2 separate regions of the Mus musculus genome follow, and region 1 is linked to region 2. The links are chromatin contacts, called in public HiChIP or PLAC-seq maps. All regions are on one chromosome and are shown on one strand. Each heading gives the region's core, a stretch centred on a gene start, on an enhancer-like site or on the middle of the called end of the contact. The rest is flanking DNA. Distances are from core to core; before and after follow the strand shown. Region 1 has its middle 13 kb from the start of Gm34044. Region 2 has its middle 90 kb from the start of Gm33897.

Region 1 (5,632 bases), core at 93-2,592, 440 kb after region 2:
TCAGTTCATTGGAAGCCATTGCTTTGAAACTTTGATTCAAGAAATTAAACCAGGTAAGAATACAACTTTTGTTGTGTCCATCTTGATCAAATGTTCTATTTATGCAGGTATTCTTATTTAGTCTGTCCATTTGCTGAAAATTTGCATGAGTTCCCATTATTCACCAAACATCAAATTTGGACAGCCAAGACTTGTTGAAGCTGACATGGTCCAGTCTTCAAAGAGCTTTCAAAACTGACATATTGCACTAGACAGACTGTTACAACACGTGATACTTAGCATCCCAGGAAGAACTTCCTTCTCCAGCTAGAGGTGGGTGTGACAATGGCTGTGCTCAGCACGCAGGATAGCACTGTCTTTGAGGAAAGCAATCTGAAGCTGGGTGGGAAAAGCTGAATTCTGCAGGGAGAGGACAGGGATCAACCAAGACTGAAGGAGGTTGGGGAATGTGCGCTGGGATGCACATGAGGTTTTCTGAGTATTGACTAAGGTCGGCATTAATCATCTGTAACAAACACAGTGCACAACACGATCCAGAGACCGTGTTCTTAGAGTATATTCATCTCAACCTCTCGGAAATCCTATCACCAGGTCTAATATGTTCTCATTATGTAGTTGAGGAGAGCTGGGCACAGTAATATGAAAGGGGATTTTATGTTGTTTCTCAAAGGCTGTTTATAAGGTAATGAAGATTCATTGGGAGATATTAAGCTGAAGCCGATTAGTGTCAAATGTTTGCCAAAATCTTACACAAACAGGTTTCCCCCATTTATTTACATCAAGCACTACCTGGAAAACTCAACATCTTCCAACAGTGAATGCAATGCAATTTAACTCTGAGTGCTGGTTCGGCTGTCGCTCAAAAGATGCTAGACTAAAAGCAGCGGTAACAAATATCATACTCCTATTCAATTTATGAAATACTCTTAAATATATCCTTCAGGGTTATGGGAGATGGCTCAGTACATAAGAAACATGAGAACCTCAGTGGAAATTCCTAGAATCCACATCAAAAGCTGGGCATGACTACATATACCTGTAACCCCAGCATTTGTGGATGAAGATAGGCTAATCCAGGCAGTTCTCTGGCCAGCCAGCCTAGCCCAAAGGTGGTCATCTGGGTCGCCAGTGGAGTGTATCTCAAGGCAATAAGGCAGAGAGACATAAGGGAAGATACATGACCTCTTATTCTGGCTCCAGCAACACAGTGCAAGCACGTGTGTGCACAAACACACACACACACACACACACACACACACACACACACACAAAAGACTGAAGGCACCCACACCCACAAGTACACATGTACACATACGCACACAGCTCGATCCCTGCAACTATGAGCAGTCATATGAAACAAAGATGACTGTGTCAGAGTGCAAAATGGGAAAGACAGGAAATATCTGTTCAAAGTCACAATGTAAAAGAAATGACTCATTAAAAACACATAGCATTTCAAATCATCGGTCTCTCTAGAACTGAAAGCTGACTGTAACGGATGTTCCTACAGAATATCTGCAATTATATAACAGCAGACATGGGCCTTATTAATTTAAGTAGTGACATGTTTGTGCCTGCTCTATTTCTTTCCTATTCTGAGACAAGACCAATTTTATCACGATTTATGTTTAAATAAATCTGGAAAGGCTTGGAAGAATTTGATGCTTAGAAATGTAAATGCTGGCCAGGCAGTGGTGGCACACACCTTTAATCCTGGCATGTAAGAGGTAGAGTCAGGCTAATTTTTGAGTTTGAGGCCAGCCTGGTCTACAGAATAAGTTCCAGGACAGCAAGGGCTATATAGAAAAACCCTGTCTCAAACAAACAAACAAACAAACAAACAAACAAACAAATAAACAAACAAAAATGGAAATGCTAAGAAAGCATGTGCCAGAACAGGATAGATGAGACTTTATCTGCAAAACAATCTCCTGAGTGTGGAAACTTAGTATCCACATAAGTAACGTGTGTATGGCCTCACTAAAAAAAAAGGTGTGTGTGCCTCCAGCTCAACCACAGTGGGCACAGAGTCAGGAGGCTTCCTTGAGCTTACTGCTCAGCAAGTAAGTCTAGGCAATCGGTTAGCACTAGATTTCCCAAGAAATGTCTCAAAATAGGATAGAGAGCAGAGTGGCCTAAGCACACCGCTGACCTTCACTGCTAGCCTCCATATGCCTGCATGGATATGTGCACCAACATTCATACATGCACACACATGGGACATTATACATCATCTATATCATCTATGGGCTGAATATATTTTGCAATTGTCTATAAAATGATGTGACCCAATAGCAATGGTATGAGACTCAGCAGAATGGGGTCTTTGTAGCATGCTTTATGGACATGCAGTATACTTTAAGTACTTCCTGCCAGGAAGCTGGTTGAATCATTTCTATTCTTCTTCTTTTTTTTTTTTTTTTGTAAACTTTCATTTTAACTGGAAGTTTTTTTTTTTTCAATTATATTTTAAATGCCAATTCCTGGTTCTTCCTGTAAGTGCTTACTTACTTAAATCCTCCAGATTCCATTGACCTTATAATCATCTTTATAACTTGACCCCCACAGCAAAAAAGAAAATGTTTAAGCCAATCAGAGGCCAACAAGCAGGAAAGAAGATAAGAAACCCAAGGACACAGGTGGGCTATTTTCTGTTTCTGAACGCATTCCGTCATTTAGACACTCCCATTGAAATTCTATTTACCAACTCTTCAAGGGTTTATGTTTGATTTCAAAGTACAAAATCATAAGATGGGATAATCTCTAGCAGGAAGAGTGAGGTCATGGGTAAATTTCGGATATACCCGTTGGTGCACTTTTCTCCCAGCCTGGGGTTTCTTGGTTAAGGTAAACTCCTTTGTTAGTATTGAATTTTGTTCTGCTTCTTTCCTTGTTTATGAGGGGAGACCTTTCCTGATCTTTTACCCTGTCCTGGTTTTGACGTAGTACTACTAGCCTTCAAGCTTTAGACTCTGGTCATGGAAAGATGACACCGGCATTGCTTGATTTATAAAGTTAAAATTAAGGTTTTGTTTCCAGTGTCTGACACTTATCAGATGAGAGATTTTCAGCCAATGACTTGCCATCCCTGCCCTATATCTTTCAACTGTTAGATAAGGCTTAAAGGTATGATTATATCAATAAGTCGCTTGTATAGAGTTTTTAGTATTCAAGCAACACACCACATACTCTCTGCCTGTCATTCCATTCCAATCCTTACAGGAAGCTTGTTGGAAAAGTGTTATCATGATTTCCATTTTACAGATGAGGGTACTAACGAGGTCATATGGAATTAAATAATGTAGTAATTATGACACTTACGGATTGGAGAGTAAGCAATCAATATGGTAATGATGATGATTATGTCCAGTGTGATAGAGATGCTGGTAACAGTGACAAAGGAGAAAACAGCTGTGCATTGGCCTGGAGCAGACTCCTGGGAGAATACACAAGTAACATTAGATATTCAGCACGAGTTGTTTATTTAATAAGTGTTTATTGAAAGCCTTTTGTAGTCAGGCACTGAATACTAAGATACAGGAATAAAATACAATGATATTCCAAAAAAGTCCTTAGTCTAATAAGATAGGGGAAAATATGGATAAAGAAGAAAATGTTGAGAGGGAAAAAAAGGAAGGAGGAAGCAGGGTGGGGGTGAACATTAGAGAAGAAAGAAAAAGAGAAAAGAAAGGTCAGGGAAAATTCTGTAGGAAATAGACTTGGCTTCATGTAGACTTCGCAGTGGGTGGTATATCCCCATCTTTGATAGATGCCATACATCAGAGCTCTGACTCAGAAGCCAGCTATTGAAGACACACATGTAAACAAAGTACGTGTTTTTCTTCATGTACAGCATTCAGAGAATATACCAGACTCAAATCTGGCCCTTATTCAAAATGGCTTGGGTCACTGGTTCAGTGACCAGTGGTTCAGTATTCTGTCTGTAATAACAATCTTGCACCACATCTGTACAATCAATACTATGAGGTAATGTTAAGCTGTAGAAGCCAGCAAGGGAGATGTGCTGGCTTGTTAGTTTCATCTTACTGTGACCAGAACCAGTCTTTTTTTTTTTTTTCAATAAACATATCTCCAAATAGTATAGAAAGAATTGCCAGGAATATACAGGCACACAAAATAGGGTGAGGGAAAGGACAGAGACTGTCTAGTTTCTGATCCCTTGGAAAGAGATTTAGGATAAATTCTTCCCAGAAATAGAGTTGCATTCACTATCCTTGGATATGTGTTGTGTCTATCCAGTTAGTACATCAAAGTGACCTGCTTCAAGGAAGAAGACAGCAAAGCTTTGTACCACTACAGGGACAGGACATCTTAATCCCTGGAGCCTTTGTCACCCCTGAGGAAATAGCATTGTGGATGCATCTGATTTGCATCTGGGGGAGGCCTTGATTTTTGGGTTTGCAATTCAATAAGCTCACTGCACAATGTTGCCATTCACTGGAGCCTTCTGGTACTGGGGATAAGCATCATAATACATTTTCCCTCAGATGGAGACTCCAGTGGCGATGCGGAAGAAAAGAAATCCAACTTTATGTTTTAATCAGGGAACACATCTTGGCAGAGGAGGTTGAACTTTTAGATTTTACTCTCTCTCGGACATGGATGTTAAGTTTCCTCCAAGGCTGGTAGTTCAGACAAAGGCCAGTGTGAAGCGAATGCCTTGGAATGACCTGGAACCATTTTTTTTAAGTGAAGGAGGAGATGTGGGAGAATGGAAAAAGAGAGGGTGTTGGGCAAGAAAAAGAGATACACACACATACACAGTAGGCACCAAAGCGAGTCGAAAGCAGAGACCCTGGCAGGCAGACACTGAAGACACGCTATTCCTTGGAGGCTTTAGCATGGCTAGAAGACCAGCATCAAGAGCTTAGAGGGGGTCAAAAGTTTCCATTTACTTCATCAAGCACTCAAGCTTCTTAGTCCCACGCTCAGCTCCTTGAGTATGGGGATTACCTCAGAGGATCTTATAAAAAAAATAAATAAATAAAAGCTCCCTCCCTTATAGCCCTGGGAATTTCAATTCTGCTTTCATGTGAGTCAAGCTGGTAAGAAGCTAAATTGAAAGCTGTTTCCTGCTTTGGCTTGCTAACTTCTTCGTAGACAATGCTGGAGGCAAATGACAAATGCTCCTTGTGATGGCCATGGTTACATGAATTTCCAAGGACTGAGGCTGTAATTCCCCAAGCTGATTTCAGAAAGAGCCATCTTGGTAAATTCAGAAACATTACTAACTAACGATGCTGGGGATATGGAAGTTACAGGAGCCCATTTTGGAGGAGGTGCCTGTACGGGCACTTAGAAGACATCCAAATGGTGCAACCCTGATGAGTCCTCCTGGGTCTAAACAAGAAACACAACACCTGATCTTCCTAGAAATTAAAGAAAAGTGGAAGCCAAGTTTCTGGACACTGTCAGTCCTAATCATGGAATGATACAGTTTTCTCTGTTTGCCATTCTTACAGAAAATTCACCTGAATTATCCTAATGGTGAACATCCAGTTATTCCTCTATTGCTGACCCTTGTCCTTAGAAGGACATTAACTTTGAAATGACCAATCTGTTTGTTTTTTTTATTATTATTACTGTTTCCTGAGTTCCCCTTCTCTCAACA
Region 2 (5,229 bases), core at 1,895-4,394:
GGACATCTAAAGATAGGTGGTGGAGACATACAGACTGAGGGAGTTTTTAAGTCACAATGGTGAACATGTCTACCTCAGATCCAGCCAGTCAACCAGGAAACTAGGGAAGGTCACTCTTCCACAATATGCTTGCATTATGCATACTAGTGTTTGTTAGCATATATTAATGAGTTTTTTTATGATCCAGCCATGCATGTACATATGTTTTCATCATCTGTATCTCAATCACTCTCTTGTCCCCCCTCCCATCTCTGTTAATCCTGTCTTTTTCACGATTAGCCTCTCCACCCACTTTCATGTCTTGTGGTCATTCTCAGAGTTTGTAGTTGACCTTTTCCTCCCTCCCTCTATTCGGTCCATCATTAAATCTCATAGGTAAGACTCCTCCAAATTTCTTGAGCAATTTCATGTCCCCTCTCCCCACTGTCTCTCAGACAATCAGGCTCTGCTTTTGCTTTTTCCTCATTTGCTTTTCCCTAAACAGTTGCAAATGGGTTCTCACTGGTTTGCCTGCAGCCTCCTGTTAGCCTCCTGGTGCTTAGATACCATCACCAGCAACATCCTAGCTAAACACAAAGAAACCGGTTTTCCCGGCTTACTGCATCTATTATTAAATAATAGAGTTTTATTGCCATCAGTTACTCAGACTCTCAGGGTCTTGTCTCACCATTTCCTTTCATTTGGGCACATGCCTCTACATCGCCATGTTTCACCCATATTAAAAAAAAAATAAAGTTTTGCCATTTAAATACTGTCCGACTTTTTTCGTCCAGAGTCTGCATCTTTATTGCCAAGGGCCAATCCCAGCCTTCAGGGTCTTTTTCTTTTCTCTGCTTAATTGATCCTCTGAGGCCAAAGTCAATGTTACTTCCTTCTGGGAAGCTTTTCTCAACCCCTACCCCTGTCAGAATGAATCACTGTTTAGACAGTGTTTCTGCCACATAAGCCAGGCTTTGTATAATCATGATTTATATTCATTCCCATTTCTCCGCTGGACTCTGACCTCTTTGGAAAAAAAAAAGGTTTTAGTTTGGTTATTCTGGGCTTAGCAAATATTCCCTCGAGGGGCTAGGAGAGTGCTTTTCCCTTGGCCAGCTCTCTTTACATTCTGATGATGTAGGATCATTTTCTTTCATTTGTAAGGTACACTGTCTTCTAGAAGCAAATCACGGTAAATTCTGAACCATCTTTGTCATGACATATAGTTTGACATAGTGCTGAAGTCACCGAACACAACTAATTGTGAGAGGAGCCATAAAATGAGACCACTGCGTGCCCTAGCAGATAGTCACTGTATCATCTGGGAGATTCAGAGCTTTGACTTACTTGTAGACATAAGACATTCTTTTTCTGTTTCTCTTTTTTTTTTCTACATCCATTTATCAAAATATTTTTTTAAACAACCAGAGAGAAGCATGTATAGTTAGGAATAAATTATCGGACTCAGGCAAAAATATGACACTAAGCTGAAGGTATTTCCAGCACCCCAAAATAGGATACAAAAGTCTTGGGAGCTGGAACATAAAATCGGGGAGGAGATATATTAAGAGGCCTAAGACATCAGGTCTTTTAGTTTAATAATATCTCTCGTATGTGGTCTTATGGAGTATTCAGCTTAGATGAAAACTTTTTCGGTGGCTTAGCTGGATTTATGAACCAATGGTCACTCAGGAACAAGAGGGTAAAATCCTTATGTTGTGTGTCTTGGTATCATTTCGAAGCCTCTCAGTTTCCTTCTCTGACATTAACAGAGAATAATCCTTCAAATTACTCATGTGAACTAATGAGACCAGTAATGAAACGGCTAGCTCCGTCATTGCTATGAGTGATGCCCTTTTAGAACACTCATTAAAAAACCTTTCTTGTCCTTCATTATGTGGAACATGCAATCCTGAAGTGTTGTAATTTACAGCAGGGCTAGGTTTCTGCTCTAAAATCCTCTCTGCTTTAACATACAAAATGCTACTTTTTCCATACTTGCATTACTCAAAGAGCAAAAAACAAAGATGAGAAATGAAACAAATTTTGAAGATAATTCTACTCATCTCCTCTAACTTGCCAATCTTTCTCCTAGAAGATGTTAAGAAGCAATACACGTGCCTCACTGAAGGAATAAACACACTCATCTGCAATTATTAGAAGCTACTTTGAAGAAAAAGGCCCACAAAGATAGATGGGCTTTTCCCAAAAGTCAGAATTATGTTTGTTTTAAAAGCAGTTATTGACTTTTCATGAGCAGTATCTCAGGCAGGCCCATCTTTTGTGATGAAATCCTGATGGTGTGAAAAGTTGAGTTCATCTGCATAGAACAGATTACATTGTGATCTGTGAAGACATCCCTCATTCGTACTTCCATACTCTCTGAACTGCTTCCTATGTCAATGATTTGAGTTGCTTACGTAAACACAATGGAAATTTTGCATTTAAATGGAAATAGAAGAATATACAGATGAAAACCTTTTCTCAAAGTACCAAGAATGGGGCCAGTGAGATGTCCCAGTGGATAAAGGTGCTTGATGCTAGGTCTGAGGACAGAAGCTCAACCCTGTAACCCACAGAATAGAACAAGAGAATGAACTCCCACGAGGTTTTCTCTGACTGACACATATGCTGTGGGACATGCCTTACTCTATCACATAAATAAACCAGTCAATAAATCAATCAATAAATATTACAAATTTAAAAAGAAATAGTATACACAAATTTTTGAATCAATAGAGTGTTCAATTTATATCGATCCAGAAATGAAAACTGTTAATTAAAAAAAAAGATGTTTATTATTTATTTATGTACACGTGTATCTCTCTGAATGTGTGAAGTGTGCATATATGAGGACTTAGAAGCCAGAGGAGAATGTATGCTCACCTGGAGCGGGAGTTACAGAATGTTTTATCAACTGAACTGTGTGCTAAACTCCACTCCTCTATAGAAGTAACAACTGTAGTCAGCTGCTGAGCCATCTCTCCAGTCGCAACTGTGTTCATTTTAACTGTTACAGGGAGACATGGATTTAGTGTGTGTGAAGCAGAATGTAACCAAGGTCCAAAATACATTTCAACTTTACACCACATATACCACAGACAAAGATGAAACTGAAGATGTTCGTGCCAAAGGAGAAGGAAAGGGGCTGGCAAGCGTGGCCTGACTAACAGATGACTAAGGAGAGGAGAATGTTTCTGATAGTTATAGGCTTCCCCAGGAGTAAGACACACAGGCCTGTTTGGTTGATCAGCCAAGCCTTGGGCTTTGCTGTCACTTAGGCTTCTTTTTCCTGTGAACGCTGGGTCTACACAAGTGAAAGAAACTGCAGTGGGGGCGGGGGGGGGGGGCGAGAAGGAGGGAGCCCGCCCCAGAGGTGGCTGAGTGTGGAATGACAGGAAAAGCCTCAACAATGGCTTAGCGCTTTAGTTCAGCATATCTAAGGAATCTTATTAGCAGTTGGGATGATAGATAGCAATAATATAGGGGTAATAACTTTATGCATCTAAGTACTTTAGAGACTGCATATAGTTTAAAGTAAATGCACCTCGGCAACAACCCTCTCTGTGTTATTTTTTTATTTTAGTCATTGAAGACCATCTTTTGGTCAAACACAATATATTTCCATCGGGGAGAAAAAGACAACCTTAAAATGCCGACATAACTCGAACAATTTGCCCTTTGAAACAAAGGTATGATTTCAAATCAACAGGGCTCTATTGAAATAAAAGTCTCACAGACAAGCTGAGATCTTAATAGACTTCATTATGTTGTTCAACCAAAATTAAAATCTGCACATTTAAAACAAACAAACAAACAAACAAACAAACAAAAAAACCCTCTTAACATGATTGTCTTCCTGTCTCACCTTGCTCCTTAGAACTCCTTGCTTCTGGGGAAGAAGCCGATTGCATTCCTGACTGAGCTGAGTCTCAGACAAGGTGAAGAGAATCATAACATTGGTTTTAGGGTAAAGCTCAACCAAAATGTTTAACGGTGATAAATGCAAAATAAATCCAGATTGTCTACCTTAGCAAAGAGAAGAGAAGCACGGTACTGGCCTTCCACATGTTTGGTATAAATAGACAGACATAGACAAAGGTCGAGGGAAAGGTTTTATATATATATATATATATATATATATATGCCAGCTATTTTTCTAGTGTTACTTGTGAGTGTTCTCATCAAGAGAATAATATTATAGTTTTTATTGTTTTTTGATAAGGGCTTCATAGCTGCTCATGGGTGGTCCTGTTCAATTTTGCCAATGGGTTTTTGCTTGGGAATTATTAGTGGCTGGGTACTTGACATAGTCATTGAGATGCATTTGTGTTTGGGTTGTCTCTATGTCCACACTGCTAGAAACCAACAGCGTCCTTTTCCCTCTCTCTTCCTCCTCTTTCTTCTAGTACGTCTCTGCATGAAGTCTGAAGTCCATTCTCACTGTTTTTCTGTGGCACATTATATTCCGCTCTGCACTGGCTCTTTGACACATTTGATTGCAAAGTTCAGTGTACCCTTTATTATGTGGTTCACAGAACTCTGTGGCAAACAGAAGCAGGTCCAGGAAAACATGATTTTTGGAGGGTGCTTAGGATGCACACAGGAACACACATGTACACACTCAACCACAGCACAGGGTCTTAAGTGATAGAAGGCAAGTGCTCCAGGTATAGGAAAAACAGTCTACAGTAAAGGGATCACAAAGAGCTTCAGAAAGAAGCTAACATCTGATTTGAACCACGAAGGATGCCAACATGCCAAAGAACAGCAAAGAGAAAAAATATTTAGGTGAAAATAAGCTTTAAACATGGCAAAATTGGGAGCACGTAAGGACTTGAATTTTGAATTTTGAATCTCTGTCAGCCACATAAAATCCAAAACCTGAGCATTCACACACACACACACACACACACACACACACACACACACACACACACACACACACAATCTTAGTGCTGGGGAGACAGACAGAGTAGAGTAGGAATTCCTAGCCAGCTAGTCTAGATGAATGGCTGAGTTCCAGGTTCAGTGAGACCCTGTCTCAAAAAATCCAATGAGAACTATTAAGGGATAGTTTCACACCTGAAAAAATGTTCAACATCCTTAATCATCAGGGAAATGCAAATCAAAACAACCTTGAGATTCCATCTCACACCAGTCAGAATGGCTAAGATCAAAAATTCAGGTGACAGCAGATGCTGGCGAGGATGTGGAGAAAGAGGAACACTCCTCCATTGTTGGTCGGAT

The links. HiChIP or PLAC-seq counts read pairs in DNA pulled down with a chosen protein or histone mark.
Region 1: a contact with region 2 is called in a FOXA1 HiChIP or PLAC-seq map of pancreatic cancer cells. The contact joins two enhancer-like sites. A contact is called at or near these places in 1 of 15 datasets of contacts at CTCF or cohesin (the NIH/3T3 cell line) and 1 of 115 datasets of contacts at active chromatin or transcription factors (pancreatic cancer cells).

What each region holds. Positions count from the first base shown.
Region 1 is chr10:97,245,994-97,251,625 of GRCm38.p6, forward strand. No RefSeq gene overlaps it. Among named protein-coding and RNA genes, the nearest start is that of Gm34044, 13 kb to the left of the region's middle. Within about 2 kb of position 1,343, at least 19 of the 459 cell types and tissues checked have an H3K27ac peak or open chromatin away from gene starts, as enhancers often do. A contact at or near this core is called in pancreatic cancer cells, where this site is marked.
Region 2 is chr10:96,803,632-96,808,860 of GRCm38.p6, forward strand. No RefSeq gene overlaps it. Among named protein-coding and RNA genes, the nearest start is that of Gm33897, 90 kb to the left of the region's middle. Within about 2 kb of position 3,145, at least 40 of the 459 cell types and tissues checked have an H3K27ac peak or open chromatin away from gene starts, as enhancers often do. A contact at or near this core is called in pancreatic cancer cells, where this site is marked.